2 separate regions of the Arachis hypogaea genome follow, and region 1 is linked to region 2. A link is a contact called in public Hi-C data. All regions are on one chromosome and are shown on one strand. The core of a region is the stretch at or near the end of the contact, and the rest is flanking DNA. Distances in the headings are between cores, read along the strand shown.

Region 1 (5,032 bases), core at 285-2,784, 420 kb after region 2:
TTCTTATTTATTTTTCTTAATTTTCGATTGTTATATTATTTATCTTTCCCTTAAATTCGAAATTTTTTTTCTTTTATTTTGGCTATCTTGTTTTTATTTGATTTCAAATTTTAAATTTGGTGTTTCTTTTTATCTTATTAGTTTTTTTTTTGAATTTTCGATTTCTATCTTATCTATCTTTTTCTTTTATTTTCAAATCTTTGTTATCTTTTTTTATTTAATTTCAATTTTTAATTTTAGTGTTTCTTTAGTAATTTTCTTTTTGGTTTAATTAATTTTTCTTTTAATTTTGAATCCTATCTTGTTTATCTTTCTTAATTTTTGATATTTATCTTATTTATCTTTTTCTTGATTTTTGAATTTTATTTTAGATATTTTTCATCTAATTTCAAATTTTAAGTTTGGTATTTCTTTAGTTGTCTTTCTCCTTGATCTCAGACTGGACCATGCTAGAAATTTATTATGATTTTTATCATTTCAGAATTTCATTTGTCATGGTTTGTACAAAGTAGAAATGAGATTCTCACCAAAGTTAAAATGAAGGAAGTGTATGTAACAATAAAAACATGTGGTAGTAATACTTGCACCTGACCAGAACAAAGTCACGCACATTATGTTTATAGAAACAAGATAAATGATAAATATTAGAAATTGATTCAAATGAGACGTATAAAGGAAGACGACACTGAGTTGGATGCATTTTAATCTAATGTTCAGAAATCATGAGGACATACACAAGAAAAAGCATTCAACTTCTTTTTATTTCTAGATGGCTACTACCCATTTTTATTTGTTTCATAATCATTCAATAGATATACATAATTAATATCATACAAATTGTTAAGGCCTTTTCTACTTCATAACTTCTATTTCACTTCTTTTGAAGGAAATGAGCAAAGTTAAAATTACTTTGGAAAGTTAGCGGTACACTTAATTAAAATAAAAATAATTCAGATTAAGTAAATATTTTTAGAAGATTATACACCAAAGCTAAAGCAGTAACCATCCTCTTCCATATGAAAGTGAAAGTGAACGGGGCATTACAAATAACAGAAGAACACCAGTAAACAGGAGCACTGCAAGAAGATAAATTAAAAAAACAAAACACAGCACCAATAACAACACAACATCAGCAACTATAACAAGATGAAAGGTTCAGAAAAATAACACAACAATATCCAAGGTGTTTCTAATCAAAATTAGAGCTACTCTTGTTCCAATTACCTATTTCAATTTCAATTAACTCAATTCAGAATAAAATTAAAGGACATAAAGCAAAAAAAAATGATAGAACAAAAACCTAATTGCAGAAGTAAGGAGGTTGCAGGGAGAGCCGCGATAGAAATATGTTAAGGGATGATCAAAGGAAGAAATATGTTCCGAGCGAAAGGGCAGCAGACGCTTCTTCTCCCGACGGCGATGACGACGACGACGGTGAAGCTTAGTAGGAACGAATTTGAGTATGAAAGAACAATGGAAGGGAGAAAATGTTCTTCACTCAACAGGGGAGATGTTCTTCAATGGAATGGTAGAACGAATCAAATTAAAACTGATTTGATAAAAAATATAAATTTATTTTTTAATATTTACAAAAATTATATAATTATCCATCTTATAAAAATATTTAATTACAAAATGACCATACTTTAATTAAGATATTAATTCTTATTGAGTTGAATTAACTCAAATTAAAACTAAACATCTAATTAAAATGTACTATATCATAAAAGATAATTACATGTTGTTTTAGACGAAATTTAATAGAACTCATCTATATATATTAAAGCACACTTTTTGAGATCTAGATCAACTTTAGAAAGCTTTTAAAAACGTTTCTGAGGCATCATAAGTAAAACTAAAACTCACTTCCAAACTTAATATAAGAGTTGAAAAGATATACATAAGTGATATATACTAGCTTGATCTAAAATACTTAAATCTAGTTCTCAAAAGTAACTTGAAAGTTCCACAATAAAATAAAATGAGTGTATAATTAATATTCTTTTTTGAAACCTTCACAAGTTAAGTTTTGGCTTAGATTGGATCACAACCAACCTAATGAGAGCGTTCGATATTATTTCATCAAGCCTTTTTAGATCTATTAAGCTAGTCAGATCTGTTTTTTGCTAATCTAAAAACTTTAAATATTATTTTCTCAAATTTTATTAGAAATTGCTATGTTTTATAGAATTAAATTAAATATGTGTAAACTAAAGTTAAATTTAAAAGGTGTTTTATTTAAAATAATTTGTAGTACAAAAGATTTGGATGTTAAAATTGTACAAAGTAATATTTTTATTTGGTAGTTTGATTTTTGCATTTACTTTTGTTGATGGACTTAGTCTTCTTATGTAGTGTTCGTTCTCCTTTTTCTTTATTGGTTGTTGTTAGAGTTCTTACTTTCTTCTTTCTGTCGTAGATTCTTGTGAAGGCATATTCTTTATGAATTGTTGAGTTGTATGCACTTTCTATTATGTTATTTGTTCCATCTTTGCATGTATGTTCTTCTTTCGAAGATGTGTCTTGAATTTGTATGATTTTCTTTCTCTTTAATTTCTTAATGGGTATGTGATCTTCGTTTGATGATATTAGTGTTGGCGAAGTTGGTTCCTATAATCAATGAATAATTTAAATTAGAAATAAAAATGATGTCTTAAATAAGTGAATTTTTTCTAGAGTATTACCTATTTTATTTGTTGTAATGGGTGTTGAGGTTCGGTGTTTTTGGTTGGAACAAATGTCTTAGTAACAGTGTATTGTTGACAATCTTTTTTGAGATTAAAATCATTTACGTTCAAATATAAGTGTAAAGTTGCACAAATTTTTCAATTGGGATGATATTTCAATGTCATTATTTTTCTGGAGTGTCATTAGATTTGAAGCAGTTGTGCCCAACACTTTCTTTTCTTCGCCATCAAATAGTACAAAAATTGTTGTAGCACTTTGATCTGAAATAAGTATTGGGTTAGTAACTAATAATTTAATAGGTGAGATTATAAAAAGTATATAGGGTTACCTTATTGTTGGATATTGTGGTGTTTGATTACATGTGCCACAAATGTAGTTGTCTCATTTTCATCTAATATAACCATTTCTAATCAAAGAGGCTCCTCTTCGTTTGTGGTTGTTAATGTTTTTCATAGACAAACCATGTAAACTTTGATAAACCAATTGTCTGTTTGTTTGGTAATATTGTCTAAAGAATTATACTTCATTAAGTAAGTTTGAGATGTCATGTAGTTCGGAAATAAATTTTTTTTGCTAAATTTGATGTTATTTGAAGGAATAGTGATAAGAGACTTATATAAGTAGGTCAAATAATATGAAATTTGAATATTTGTAACATAAAATTTATTATAATTAATAATATTATTATGAACTTTGTAATATAGATATTTATTATATTTAATGAGTTATTTATAGAAATTAATTATTGAGGGTTATAAACTTATTATATAGTTTGTTACATTTAATGAGTTATTTTTTTGTATAGTTTATTTTTTTTTTTTTGCTAATTTAGAAATAATAGGTGATTTGGTAAAAATTGTATGGTTGATTCTAAAATTTTGTCAAGTGATGTTGCTAATATGGCATTAGTAGAAGGAGAAACATGTCTTAAAAATAATGTGGATAAACTTATGTATATACTTTTATATATTAAAAATAGATTCACCAATATAAGTAAAACTATATATATGTATGTATTTATTTAACTAACTTTTTCAGGTAAGACTCAACATTCCACCAATTTGAGAATTTTAAATTAAGCAATGCTAGGGGCCAGCAACATTTGTGATTGGTAGCCATCAACTAGCCATCAATGATGATTTGATGGTGTGAGATTGGTGTGAGATTTCATCCAATGGCTCACCTTTCTCTGCTGGTTACATGCTGGCCAAAATGCAATAAAATTGCTGGCCCTAGACTTTTCCTTTTAAATTTTCTTTCCTCAACCCTTTTTAAAACTAGAGATTATTATTACTATTAGATTAGTTTACAGAAAGATCTATAAAATATATAGACATACAATGTTTAAAAGAAGTGTTGAGTACTTTGAATTGAAAAATTTAACAACTTAGTTCGAAGACCTATCTTGATTTTGAGTAAATTCAAAGGTGTCATCAAAATATGAATACTTATGATAAAAGTGGTTGTCAATGTAAGGTATGTTTAAACAGTTCGACATCAAAAAAGAAAAAATAGTTCTAAGAATCAGCCACCAGAATAGTCATTATTTAGGATAAAAATTAATTGTAGACGAACCGTAAAAAAAATCTATTAAATTATTTTAATTTTTAACAATCAACTAATTTAAATTAATATAATATGCAAAAATTATTTTTTAATAAATATATATTTTATTATATTCGATACAATCGTTTGAGATATTTGAATCTCTAAGACTCTAACTGCATGGTTGGATAATCGATTCGATTGTCTTTGTTTTTGGTCAGACAGTTGATTGTCTTAATTCAGCCTATTGTGGCTTAATTTGGGCCAAGGCAGGACCCAGCCCATACACTCCTAGCGCATATATAAATTCTATTCTGCTTCACAACCAAAAAAAAAAAAAAAATTGTTCTCTGCTCGGATTTTTTTCATTCAAAAATATCAAACCCCCTCTTGTTCCGTTATCTTCACTCTGTGCAGACACAGACCAAGAGGTAGAATGGTGCTCACTGCTTCGCTAACTCACACTTCATTTCTCAAACTCTCATCTTCCTTCCATGGCGAAGTATCACCTTCCTCTTCAACTTCCTCCCTTTTTACTGGCTCCCCACTCACTCTCCCACGCTCTACTACCCTTCACGGTTTGCCCAATTTTCTGTTATTTTGCGTATTTAATATATCATTAGTTTTTGAATTGTTGACAAATAATATGAATTAATCTACACTTCCTGTGTTGTTACGACAGGAAATCAATCACTTTCAAGAAAGCACTTTGTGGTTTTTGCTCGGAAGTTGGCTGGGTTGGAGGAGGCCATGAAAATCAGAAGGTACACTTATTGTGCTATTGTTTGTGTTACAGTGG
Region 2 (4,825 bases), core at 302-2,801:
AATGGACACTTACAGCCGAGGAACCTTCCAAGTGAGGGAGAGCTAACAGCTTCAACAAGTGCAGAAGACAACCTCGAGAACCGGATGGTTGATCTTACAAGCTATATAGTGGAATCTTCTACTAATATTAGTGGCTCAAAAGATGGATCAACAAATCACATAATAAGTTCTAATCTAGCATAAACTTAAAAATTAGACTTTGGAGAAGGACACAAAGTCAATAACTTAAAATTTATACAAAGGTAGTATCTACTTGATTTTTTTTGTGTACATACATGTGTGCCCCTGTTGGACTAAAAATTGGAATGAAGGAACTGGAAAATAAAATGTAGGTATCCTAAAGAGGGAAATAAGTCATAACAACAATGAATGAAGAATCCACACTGTATAACATTTCTTATTCTTTTGGAGATGACACGTTCAAAGTCTTTCTTTTGGAGATGACCTATAATTTATAGGCCACATAAATCAAAGGTATAATGAAGTTATCTCTATGAATAAAATTATTTCTTATTCTTGAATAAAATTCTACTATCATGAAATATAAAGAATTAAAATAAATTCGTCACACTCACACCAATCACAAAACTTCCTAGTTATTGACCTTCTCATTCTTTAACAAGACTTGAGTATTAGTGTATTGAGATTTGCTTACCTCCTATTCCTCATACAACTTCTAATTCACACTCTATTATCACAAGAACAGAATCTGGAAACCAAAAACCAAGAAGATTGTCTATTTTCACAAGAACAGAATCTAGGATTCACACTCTATTTTCATTTCTTTCATAGATTTTCTACTACGAAGATTGTTTAAATCATATGCACACATATATGATTAGGTTATTCACATCAAGATGAAGATGGTTAGAATAGTGGCAAGCAATTTTACTGAGAAAGGATATCTAATCACCGTACAGAAGTTACTAAACTAAAGCTAAAAAAGACCAAGAAAACAGAAACACAAACTTTCGCTCACCATCACCGTAGGAAAGGCATCCAAAAGAGAAGAATCAGCACATTCTATGAAAAATACATCATTGGGGTCTTGAGCAGTAGGATTGGGGATTTGTGGGGCCATTGAACCAAGCATGGAAGAGATTAAGGATAAATTTGAGAGAGGGAATTCCAGATCAACAAGGATGTGAGTCCACGTTCAGCAAAACGATGAATTCGTTCATTTCATGGAAGGAAAAAGTTGAAAACGCATTTGTCGGTATGATCTTGCTTGACTTGGATTAAAAAATAGAGTAAACAAAGAAAAATCACATCATCCCTGATTAAAAAATAAGAGGAATTAGAACACAAACCATGGAAGTAATTGACTCAGATTAAAAAATTGAGTAAACGGAGAAACATCACATCATCATCTGATAAAAAATAAGAGAAATTAGATCACAAACCATGGAAGTAACCGCGTTTGGGGTCGGGACCTTTTACCTCAACCCCCATTGATTCGGTCATTTTTGATATCTTCCAGAGTACACTCCACAGTTTTTCAGTTTTTCAGATTGATGATAATAAAATCTATGCAGCTGGAATCCTACACCAAATGGTACAAATAACATAACATAAATAAATACAAACGAATAGAAAAGTTAGAGTTTGCGATCTACCAGCTGCGCGAAAGGAATCTGACAAAGAAAGCGCTGATCTGGAACAAAAAGAAGCTCGGAATCCGTCGGCGACGGATCTTCTACGGTGGCGGTGGAGGCTGTGTCTGTGTAGGGGCTGCGGTGGCTGCACCGTTGAGGGGCTGCAAGGCTGTGGGGGTTGCGGGGAGCTGCGAGGGCTGATGCGGGGGCTGCGTGGCTACAGTGGCGGCAGAGAGTGCGGTGGCTGTGGGCGGCGGGGTGCAGGGCGAAGTGAATGGTGTGAATGGCGAGTGAATGGGTTAATCTTCAACTAGGGTTTTTAATATTTCCGACGGATTTCATTTAAATTACAGACAGATTTTTTGTCTGTAATAATTTAATAAAACGCGTCTTTTGTCTGCTTAATTACAGACGGAAAATCCGTCTGTAACCATTCCGCGAAAAAAAATTAATTTTTCCGACGGAATTATAGATGGATTCTCTTTTCCGTCTGTAATTTATGCTAATCTATTTTTTTTTTGTTTTCCGACAAAAAATCCCTTTGAAATTCCGTATGTATTTCAGTGGGATAAAATCCGTCGGAAATATCCGTCTGTAATAACTAGTTTTCTAGTAGTGAATTGAGATTGATTTCTTGGGCTTGATCCACTCTTTTGATCCTTGGAGAATTGTAGAATGAATAAGAACATTTGAGCATTGGAGGTTGGGGTAAGGATGAACCATTGAGTAGCATGCAAATCAGGTTGAATGGCACACTTTTCTTCTCAAATAACAGCCCAATTTAGCCTATGTTTACTTTGCCGTGGTACGTCAATAGAGGGGCGTGGGACGCCTGCAACGTTGCTTTAATTTATGGTCCAAAATATGCTTTGTATTGCTTCAGCGTAGGACGTCAGAAAACTGGCGTAGGACATGAAACTAGGGTCATGCGTACGCATGACTTTGCTTATTTCAATAATTGTGGGTATGCATGAGGCATGCGTACGCACGATTGCCGTTGGACGCCATTATCACCATGTTGGACGGCAAAGCTTCCGGATTTAATTTTTGAATTTGAAAAACTGTATCCTAAGCCTTCAAAGCGTGTCCTTAACTTCCTCCTTTGTTCTTTTGATCCTTGTTTCATTTTTTACACTTCTCAAAGCACAAAAGAACTCCAAAGAACATTGATCAGAGCACAAAAAATCTCAATTAAAGCAAGAAAATTTTCTAACTTGAATCAAAGGAAAGAAATACTAAGATTATAGATTAAAAGCATGAAATTCTTAATAAAAACACTAAATCACCACCACTATTAAAGAAATAACAACTAAAAACTACTAAAGATGCACATGCATCACTTAGGCAGGAGCTGGAGCAGATTCAGTAGATACAACAACAGATGGCAGTGTACCACGAGCAGATGCGCGCTGATGGCAGTGGCACTGCTGGAGGGGTACCAACATCACTGCCTACACCGCCACCTTAGCAGAACCTAGGGATGACGATGACGACAACTGTCAAGATTTGTATTGATTAAGGTTTTGTTCTAGACAATTTGATTTTATCTTATTTATTTAACTTCTTATTCTGTACATACACTTGATATTTGATAAAAATCCTTATTCGATTTCTATTATTTAGAATTTAACTGCTAATTATGTTAAAAAATAAAAAATATAAAAAAAATTATATTTACCGTCGGATTTATCAGGAAAAAATTATGATGGTAAGTCGGTGCAAAACAATAAAATGTGGCACCAAAATTATCGGTGGAAACTTTCCGCTAGTAGCCTAATAGTTTTTTCGTCAACGAATCTGGCACAAAATTCAACGATAATTAGTTATCGGTGAAGGTTATATCATTAGATTTTTCCAACGAAAAATCTAACGGTAATTCATTTACCGGCAGATTATTTTTGTTATTCCAGGTATTCATTGATTTTCTTACAATGGAATATAATCAAGCTGCAGAGAAGCTGATGACTCCCTTATAATTTCTTGCTTGAGGGAACAATTTCTGGTGTTAGGTTTAATCCTGGCTAGTTTTGAAAGCAAGTCTGCCCCAACGTTCTTTTCTCTTTAAATATGTTAGCTTACTACCTGGTCAAAAGATTGGCTAAGCTTTTTTTCCCTTTTTTAGGTATCTCTGTAGCAAGGGATTCTATGCTTAGGACTCGTTATCCTGGATCATAAGCACTTAGGAATTACTGGTAACCTCTAGGCTTGTGGCCCCAACTTCTTTTTCAAAGGTCACTTCAACAATAAGGGCCACATGCACAGTTTGGTTTTTTGACACTAGGAACTCATACCAGATCCAACGTTCAAACAATATTCCTTTTGAATTCTTTAAGATGACATTGGAGGCCCTAGAGGTTTGTTTGGAAACTCTATCTACATGGAGTTTTCACCGTGTAGTCGTTTGGTCGGTGTAAGTTGTGGTGATTTCTATGAGAAATTCGGTCATTGTTTGTACTTTGATTGCACTTCGTGACTCAAAGTGCATGCCAAATTGAGATACATGCATGACCTAGGATAACATTCTCTTTACAAGGTTGAGTTTCTACAGAAATTTTCAGATCGCTTAGTTTGTCCTTGTAACAATAGGATGGCTCTGGAAGTATTACATTAGCCACCTAGAGGACATTAACAAGGAAAAAGTAAGCTTCTCAATCTGTGTACATCAAACCTTAGCATAATGAAAATTTTGTCGATAAAGTAGTCTGAGTGCTGCCATTTGGCATTATCTTCTTGTATTAACATTGTTGCCATGGCTTTGTTAGATATGGATAGGTAAAGGAATAATGATTCTCCCACTTGGATTTTGGATAAGATCGGTGGCTCAAATAGGACACTTTTGAAATGTTTAAATGCTTCCTCGCATTTGAGGGTCCACTAAAATGTTTTTTGTTGAAATAGGGTAAGACATTTTGTGCCGAGGTCCAGAGAAAATGCGAAAAGGTCTTATTCGTCCACTCAATCTTTGGACCTCTTTTAGAGTTATTGGGCTTGGCTTATTGATTATAGCTTTGTATTTTTTGCGTTTGTCTCGAGTATTCTTTGTGTGATCATGAATCAAGGAACTTTCCCATTCTACAACGAAAGCGCATTTAAACAGATTTAGTCATTTTGATGTTTTCTATTGATCATGTGGACTTGTTTGTAATGATCTTGAGGATACCACTAATGAGAGATCTTCTACTCAGCTGATGGTAGGTATCTTCTGTCTTTTAATTAATCTATTGTAGTTT

The links. A called contact is a pair of places that touch in the nucleus more often than the background predicts.
Region 1: a contact with region 2 is called in a Hi-C map of leaf, with 4 times the contacts expected there. The contact joins the promoter of LOC112747120 here to the promoter of LOC112750533 in region 2. A contact is called at or near these places in 5 of 8 Hi-C or Micro-C datasets (leaf and an unstated tissue).

Annotation. Positions count from the first base shown.
Region 1 is chr15:120,798,459-120,803,490 of arahy.Tifrunner.gnm2.J5K5, forward strand. It overlaps LOC112747120, which reads right to left and starts at 1,535. Exons shown (of 7, transcript XM_072216693.1): 1 at 1,301-1,535. It overlaps LOC112750537 (methionine aminopeptidase 1B, chloroplastic), which reads left to right and starts at 4,577. Exons shown (of 11, transcript XM_025799305.3): 1 at 4,577-4,811; 2 at 4,916-4,997. The coding sequence starts at 4,670.
Region 2 is chr15:120,379,056-120,383,880 of arahy.Tifrunner.gnm2.J5K5, forward strand. It overlaps LOC112750533, which reads right to left and starts at 1,552. Exons shown (of 10, transcript XM_072216690.1): 1 at 1,404-1,552; 2 at 980-1,276; 3 at 14-101.